Linked DNA regions of Hordeum vulgare: region 1 is linked to region 2. Evidence: chromatin contacts called from public Hi-C data. All regions are on one chromosome and are shown on one strand. The core of a region is the stretch at or near the end of the contact, and the rest is flanking DNA. Distances in the headings are between cores, read along the strand shown.

Region 1 (4,259 bases), core at 1,642-4,141, 370 kb before region 2:
TTTCCATCAGTGTATTCCTGCTTGCTTGTAGTATAAGTCAGCTTTATTCTCAAAAAAAGAACAATCCAAATGACAGTTTAGTTTGAGGAGGGCCCTAGTAGGTTTTGTGTGCGTGTCCCATGTAGGTTCAATTACTTCGGTGGCATGTCGTATGCATGCCTTATGTTGCTTATGTTGTAACTCTCTGTAAATACTTTTGCCTTTTATAAAGCTAAGATACGCGTTTGCGTACTTTAAAAAAAAAGATTTTGTATGCGTGAGTGAGTTGTGTACTAAGGAAAAAAGTGTAACTAGCGACTGAAAAGTCGAGTTTTTTTTTTCAGGATCAAAAGTCAAGCTTATTGACTCGCGCATGGTAATTAATTTCAATTTTAAGCTATTTTTTAAAACATTAAGCAAATTATTTTTGATAATACTAAAGAAAAAAAGATGAGAAGTTCTAGCTCGCCAGTACAGTATATTTACTGCATGTGATCCTCTGACTGGAGATTGTGATGCAGGTCGTGCACATGCATCATGCATCCTGCCATGGGTAAGGACGAGATTCAACTGTGCAAAGGCTATTCGACTCGTCTTATTCACGAGCAATATCGATCACCACTAGAAAGCCCCGATTCTTCGGCTGTGACTCTCGTGTGTGTGTGTGGGCATGGTTGAAACACGTACGTACTGGGATATGATACTGCAGCATGCACTGTTCTTGTGCCGGAGGCTTGTCGACTGAGAAACAGAGCTCCGGCAACAATCATAGTAGGAAGCACGCACACGTTCCAGGATCTAGGCGCTATGTACATGTTTGGCATCTACGTACGTAACGTAGTGTGTGCATGTGTCATAACTGTATAACTGTGACATTTGTTTTCTTGAACTACAATTATTTAGATACAGAAAAAATATTATGATTGCCCGACCTATGCATGACTACGACGCACAAGCAAAGAAAGTATGATCAAACATCGGACTTATACATTTCTCCATATATAACCGTACTAATAATGGGTAACGTAGTGTGTGCATATGTCATAACTGTATAACTGTGACAGTACTTTTCTAGAACTATAATTATTTAAATACAGAAAAAATATTTTTTATAAAAGACGTTTTATGAATTCATGATGTAGCGCAAGGGATAGAAAATATAGTACCAGTAAGAAATGGAGTGACCCATTTCGTTCGTCGTCGTTCGTTTGAGTTGGCGCGAAAAAAGTAGGAGACCCAACGTGCCGTCCCAAACCCAAATTGAGTTCGCTTTGTGTCCGTGCCGACGCATTTGCGGTCTAAATTTACGCCTCAAATGCGTCGGTGCGGACGGCAAACAGACGCCACCCGTGCCTTTTCGGTGTCCGCTGCGTCCCTACCTAACGGTCGCCCAACTGCTCACGGGCTACCTGGTCAGCTTAATTTATGACCTCGGACCCACGTGTCAGCGACGACGGTCGTCTTTTTCTAAACCGCCCGTACGGCGGGGCCGTGCTCATCTGCTTTTAGCCAGCCCCCGTCCCCATCTAGGCACACTCGCTCCCCCGTCGCCGGCAAACGCTATACATCCCAGCCGTGCTGGATGGGCTCTTCTCCGGCGCCAATGGCAGCAAGGGCAAGGGTAAGTCCCCCGTCAATCCTTTTCCCTCGGAGTTCCTCTCGCCTTTGTCGGCGTCAGCTCGCGAGCCGAGGCAGCGCGTCAACGTGCCAGTGCACCAGGCGGAGTGGCGCTGACACCACCCCGCCGTCCCTTGCCAAAGACGAGCCGGAGCCTGAGCCGATCGAGCGCTACTCCTGGACGGGAGTAGTGCACGAGTGGGTCAGTGCACCACCGGTCCGGGTTGGGGCGACGCCAGCGCAGGAGGCGGCATACTCGAACATCGACGCAAGCAACGACTGGTCGAGGAGTGCCGCCACGGCGAGTACCTCGAGATGCTCGAGCACGACACCGAGGAGGAGGTGCGCCAGGCCGCGGAATAGCCCGCGCCCGATATGAACGCCTTGTGGAACACGACGTTCCCCTGGGACGGACTTCCGCCGATGCTCATCGACTTCACGGACCTCCAGGACGACGACCACGAGGCCTAGGGCAGCGCGTCTACTCGTAGTTTAGGTTGTTTTTAATTTTGTTAAATGCAAATATGAACGTGTGGATTCTCGTCGGTCTTTGTGGTCGGCTTTAATGTTTAATTAATGTTATTATTATTTTAAATGTGCATGCATTTTCTTTCTCGCGTCGTTAAAATGGGTCGGGTCAGCGATGGACGCATGCGCTGACCCAAACGCAAAAGTCGACGTTTATGTCCGTCTGACCGACCCAAACGAACAAAACCGGATAAAATCACCGTTTGTTTGGATCAGTCGTTGGACTTGCTCTAAGTATGTGCCCGACATATGCATGACTACGACGCACAAGCAAAGCAAGTATGATCAAACATCGGATTTATACATTTCTCCATATATATAACCGTACTAATAATTGGTACGGTAACAGGCCTCGTGTGAGGACTCGAGGATGTGAGGAAACAACGTAGACGCAGAGAAAAGTAAACGTTTTCGTCGGCAAGCCAGCCCAATGTCACAGCAGCACCCTCGATCGAACCCGTGGGGGTGCGCCATTGGATGCTGCTCTTGCTGTACAAGGCGCAAGTCCATGCCCTGAATCATGAGCGCCGAGAATGTCTATCCCGATCCGCTGCGCCGATTTGAAAGAAAGCGGTCCGCTCCAGCCAAGATGCGGAAGGACGATTCCGCTTCCACCTCGCCGCCGTACGCTTCACCACAAAACCCAGCGGAAATACGAGCGTCACGCAAAGGGGGCGGGCAGAAGAAGACGCGCGTATGGACACCGTGGGAAAAGATTCAAGGGACAAGTAGCGTAGTACGTGCCGCGGCCCCTCGCGGCAGACCAGAGCTCTTTTTATCGTGCACAGACACGGAGAGGCGGACAGGCTCCCGCTGCCATGTATCGCCGTCGCTGTCCCACCCTCTCTTTGGCTCGCACGGACGCTCCCGTTCACGAGTCGCTCTCCCCTCGTTCGCTCTGCGAGATGCATGCCTGGCTGCCGGTGGCGCGCCCGTAGGCTTCGTGAGGGAATGGACAAAGGGGCGACCGGGTGGCATCTACTGGTACTGTGCCTGTGTGGACCACCAAGATGTGCGCTTGGCTTGTGATTTTCATATGGAACCATTAAATTCAACTGCCCATCCACTGTTTCCATGAAACAACAGCCTTTTTTTTAAGACAGTACTTCCTCCGTCACAGTATATTGAGCGTATCTTCAAAACGATAATTTTTCATAATTAAAAGGAAATAAGGCGCATTGCATTAATTAGCCTATTAATTGGGGTATTTTAAAAACCGTCTCCATCAATGCATGCAAGGAAGTCGTTCGTTTAGTGGACGGGGTACTAATGCATCAGTCTTGTGATTAATTAGGCGCTTTTTACAGCTCGCCGGCTCGGTTTTTCCTATCAATAGAAAAACATTTATGTCCGAGAAGCCCTCTGAGATACGTCCAATATAATGTGATGGAGGGAGTAGAAGAGTTGCTGTGATTTCATTAAGCCATTAAATTCAACTGTCCATCCACTGTTTCCATGGAACAACATCCTATTTTTTTAAAAGAAAAAAGGCAGTAGAAGAGTTGCTGTGATTTTATTAAGTAGAAGAAAGGCCGACGGCCAAATACAACATGAGGTCATAGATCAAGGAAAAAAATTGTAAAATACAACTGCTGTCGGCTTTGTGAGGCAACCTAGAGAGCCGAGTCTAAGGTTTTAGCTCGGATCAAAAGGTATTGGGCATCCTGCCAGTTACCAAGTGGCAGCTTCATCTCTTATTCCATTAACAAGCATTGCTACCGGTTTCTCCTTGTGAAAATCCCGCGATTACGTTTCACCCATAGTTACTAGCAGATCATCATTGCGAGTGCCTTTGCCCCTTTCCTTCGTCTTGCGTCCTAGCCTTTTGAACTTATACACTCAAGCCACTCACTGAGAGATCCCTCAGCATTTCGAAGTTGCTGATTATAAGGATGGCATGCCTGTTGTGACGGCCATGGCATCCCAGACCTTCCTCGACCAAAGGCATTCTGAGAGAAGATGGGTGGTCGTCTCAAGGCAGCGGATGCATAATGTGCAGAAGTAATTATTTTCCCATCCTCTCAGAAGCAGCACATCCGTAGTGAGGATCTTGTTTTGCATGGCCATCCATAGAAAAATCTTGCACTTGGTAGGCGCCTAAGTCCGCCATACAGTGGTGTATAGTTGATAGTTAG
Region 2 (4,250 bases), core at 1,710-4,209:
ACCTCAGCTGCAGGATTGTAGCTCTCGCACTGAGAAGGAACGTCGGAATGATCTGACGCCAAGTCAAACGCACCGCGAAGCGATTCGGTGGGCTTAATAGCCGCAATTTGCGGAGACGATGCTTGGCTAGCCGCCGCATGCCTCACCCAACGCTGGAGTTGTGAGCGACCAGATCGCTTGTGGCGACGAACAACGGGGAGAGCAATCGACACCGAAGTCGATGGCTACCGAAGAAGAACACCCCAGGAACTTGCACAGAAGTGCGTCGCCCCGCAAATCGGGGGCGCCTCCTGAAGCCATGTCGAGTCATCGGCAACGAAGGTGAGCGCACTAAGACGGATCTCGCTGCCCAAGAATAAACCGCCGCCGGAAGGCATGACGAGGAAGAAAATCGCAAACTCGTGGGAAGTCGCTCAGACGCCTGCCCCACGGTGGGCGCCAATTGTCGTGGGAACGAGCCTGACAGTAGAGGTTAGGGGTACGTAAGGAGAGGGTAGAGTCCTAGCTACGGCGAGTTTGTACACATGAATGTATGAGTTCAGGCCCCTCTAGTGGAGGTAACAGCCCTACGTCAGAGTGCTTAGGAGCTCTTGCCGTGTGGAATGTGTGTGTCATAGGGGGTGCAAACCCGTGTGCCAGAGGGGAGGGGTGGCTTATATAGAGTGCGCTACCCCTCATCAAGGATCCGGCAATCAAGGGTTCGGTAGTGGAAATAAAGGTGAACATTATTGATAATGTACGTAATAAATGCTACTTATGATGGCCAATCGAATGACTGCTCGTTGGCCTTCCTGGAGTGGTTCTTGATCTTCTACGGTCGACTGGTTTCTCGTTCTTTCGAGTGAAAGACGACTGTCGAATGGAGGGAGAAACCTCCGAGTGGATGTTTTGTCGAGTGACCCATGCGCCATGGTGATTCAGTCGGAGCCTTCCTTGTAATCTTTAAGTCCTCCAATGCAGTGCCCTTGGATATTACATGTAGATTAGGTCTATGACCCTATCTTAGATATATATCCCCATCACCTCTCGCAACGGTGGTGGCGGCCTCTGCCTCGACCAAGAGCGGGGCAGTAGGCGGGCCTCGCGCAACGATGGTGGCGGCCTCTGCCTCGGCCGGGAGCGGGACAGTAGGCGGGCCTCACTTGCAACACTCCGCGGGCATGGTGTACATCCACTACTATCCCTCATGGCCTTCGCCCATCCATCGAACTGAGCAACGGTCAGATGGTGATTAGCCTAAGCAAGGCCTTGCCTGATGCCGTTGTTCAGGCCGTTGGCGTGGCAACGGTGGTGCGGCCTCAGCCTCAGCCGGGAGCGGGACGGGAGGCAGGCCTCGCACACAACGAGCTGTGGACACGGCATGCACAACGCGAGGACGGGGACGGTCACGTGGGGATCAGTCTGAGTAAGGCCTTGCCCGAGGTTATCGTTCAGTCCCGAGCAAGGCCTTGTATGTTCAGACCCTTGACGCGGCAACGACGGCGGTGGCCTCTGCCTTGTCCTGGGATGGGACGGGTGGCGGCGAGGTGGTCCGTTGGTGAAGGTAAGGCAAGCAAAAAAGCAGTTTTTTTCTTTTTTCTTCCAATGACAGATGGACCCCTTACGGCTCCACAAAACATGACAATGTTAACAAACGTCGTTGTTACATGTGAGGTGTTAAGCGGTGCCATGTCGTCCTTACCAGCCATCCCCATCTGTCATAAACGTACTCAAACAAACCAAAGCCGCCGATTATTGTTATTTATAAAATGATTACAGTAGACACAATGCTTTCTGCAAAGAAAATGTAGACTCGTGTTTTCTACTAATCTAGTCTTTAATGTGATGGTTTCTTGCAATTTGCTTCAATAAGTTGTGTAGAGAGTAGAATATAGTGGACGAATAATCCGCCAACACCATATAGCATGCATATGCATGTTTTTTTTTAGAAAAGGAGGTTTCCTCCGGCCTCTGCATCAAAACGATGCACGCAACCACTTTATTTAAGCAATCGAAAATAAACATTCAGAGGTTCGAAACAAGCTCCAAAATAATAAAGACATCCTCATAGGGATAATAAAAATGCCACAACCGGCTATAAAATAGACCTAGATATCTAACCATCTATCCTATTACTGGACCGCCATGCATGTATAAGAGAATTATTTCTGGGTCGAATTCAGGCCCTGTTTGTTTCATAAGTCCTAGGACTTTTTTAAGTCTCAACTTATAAGTCATAAGTCCCTACCTGTTTGTTTACAGGGATTTATAAGTCCCGAGTCCCTACCTGTTTGTTTACAGGGACTTATAAGTTCATGTTGCACCTAATAAAATACACTTGTTCACATAACCATGCGGACCAGAAAACTCCAGCGATGCAGAAACGGGGCGACGGGGGGGAGAACCAACGCAGAAACGGGGCGGCGGGGGGGGGACGAACCGAGGCAGAAAACGGGACGACCGGGCGGCGACGGGCGGGGCGGCGACGGGGCGGGGCGGCGACGGGGCGGGCGGCGACGGGGCGGGGCGGCGACGGACCGGGTGGCGACGGGGCGGGCAGCGACGTGGCGGTGGGGCGGCGGCGACTGGGGCCTGCGAGCGACGAGGGGTAGGGCGGCGGCCACTCGATCGATGCGGGAGACTTTTTCCGCGGGCTAACGAGCAATAAGTCCCAATAAGCTCCTACTAGAGAGTCTTATTTGATAAGTCCCAAATCATCATAATAAGTCCCAATAAGTCTCTTGTGTTTGGTTTAGGTGGGACTTATAGGAACTTTTTTAAGTCCCAAAACCAATAAGTCCCTGGAAACAAACACCCTCTCAGCGTGCAGGTCAGTGAGATAAGGTGAAACAGATAAATACTCGGAGTCTTGGTGTCATGTGCCATCCATGCATACAATTCGGTGGCAGTCGGTGTATAATGTACAGAGCAGTGTGATGTGTGCGTGTGTGTTAGAGAGGGGAGGGGGAAGAACCCTATGACTATGAGAGAGAAATGAGGCAGAGAGCGAGAGAGACCCTATAAAGGGTGGAGAGAGAAATCTCAAGGAGGTTTGTGGTGGACATGCGTCCTCCTCGCTCTCTAATACTCCCAAATCACCACCAAACTAGCCTCAACCTCCTTCCCCATCCCTCTCTCCTCCCTTCTCCCTCCTATCCATTAGAGATCTCCATTGGAGAGAGCTCTACCTGGCCTGCGCCTGCCTGCTGCTCATGCACTGCACTGCCGATCTTGCTACCACACCAAGCCCAGGTTCATAACCGAGTCGCTATATAGCCCGTAGCTCCATCTACCCATCGATCAAGATCGCTGCCATCGTCAAGTCAGCTGAGATTTAGAGTGGTGTTTGGTGCAAAGATTACTTCCAAGTCAATTCGTTCCCATCTCTGCCGATCCTGCAAGCTACGTACGCCGAGATTGGGATGCTTGAGGTGGCCACGCTGCAAAGCCCTAGTCCGGCCATATTCAGCCTCGGCGACCACCATGTCGATGTCGGGTTCCCGGAGGCCACCGTGGAGGACGACGACTTCCTGCTGGACTACATCGACTTCAGCGCGTGCGACATGCCCTTCTTCCACGTCGACGACGGCGACGACGACATCCTCCCCGACCTCGAGGTCGACCCGACCGAGCTCCTCGCCGAGTTCGCCGACGAGCCGACGACGGTGCTGAGCCCAGCGCCAGCGCCAGACGGTTGCGAAACCCACCATCACCATGGCGACGACGAGAAGACGACCGTGGAAACGGAACCACCAGCAGAGATGGACATGGAATTACCAGAAGGCAAGGGCGAGACGAAAGGGCTGTCGTCGTCGTCGGAAGAGAAAGATGTGAAGCAGCAGCACGACAACGACAAGAACAAGAAGAAGAACAACATCGTGGGCGATGAGGTTTGCAGCGCGGTGACGACGGACGATTCTTCCGCTGCGGTCGGGTCCGAGAACAGCAAGTCGTCGGCGTCGGCAGAGGGCCACAGCAAGAGGACGTCGGCAGCCGCAGCGACCAAGAGCTCCCACGGCAGGCGGAAGGTGAAGGTACTGCCCTGCATTCTCTCACAGTCTCTCTCACTAGCCCTAGCTCCACCTCCACGGTATACGCATAATTAAGCTCGGTTAACCGTATGCGGGGGGGGGGGGGGGGGGGGGGAGAATGAAAGAAAGGGATAAAGTCTATAGAGTCCAATCGATCTGCACATGACGCTGCCCGTCTGGCGTAAACTCTGACATAATCTTTCTCACGATCGGCGACACCTCCTGCGAGGCAGACGCAGA

What was found. Hi-C and Micro-C count contacts between places; a contact is called where the count stands out from the background.
Region 1: a contact with region 2 is called in a Hi-C map of leaf, with 4 times the contacts expected there. The contact joins the enhancer-like site here to the promoter of LOC123443300 in region 2. A contact is called at or near these places in 3 of 6 Hi-C or Micro-C datasets (leaf and seedling).

What each region holds. Positions count from the first base shown.
Region 1 is chr3H:147,375,858-147,380,116 of MorexV3_pseudomolecules_assembly, reverse strand. No RefSeq gene overlaps it. Among protein-coding and RNA genes, the nearest start is that of LOC123443300, 370 kb to the right of the region's middle. Within about 2 kb of position 2,891, at least 3 of the 3 cell types and tissues checked have open chromatin away from gene starts, as enhancers often do. A contact at or near this core is called in leaf and seedling, where this site is marked.
Region 2 is chr3H:147,001,722-147,005,971 of MorexV3_pseudomolecules_assembly, reverse strand. LOC123443300 (probable transcription factor GLK2) reads left to right here and starts at 2,959. Exons shown (of 6, transcript XM_045119637.1): 1 at 2,959-4,007. The coding sequence starts at 3,402.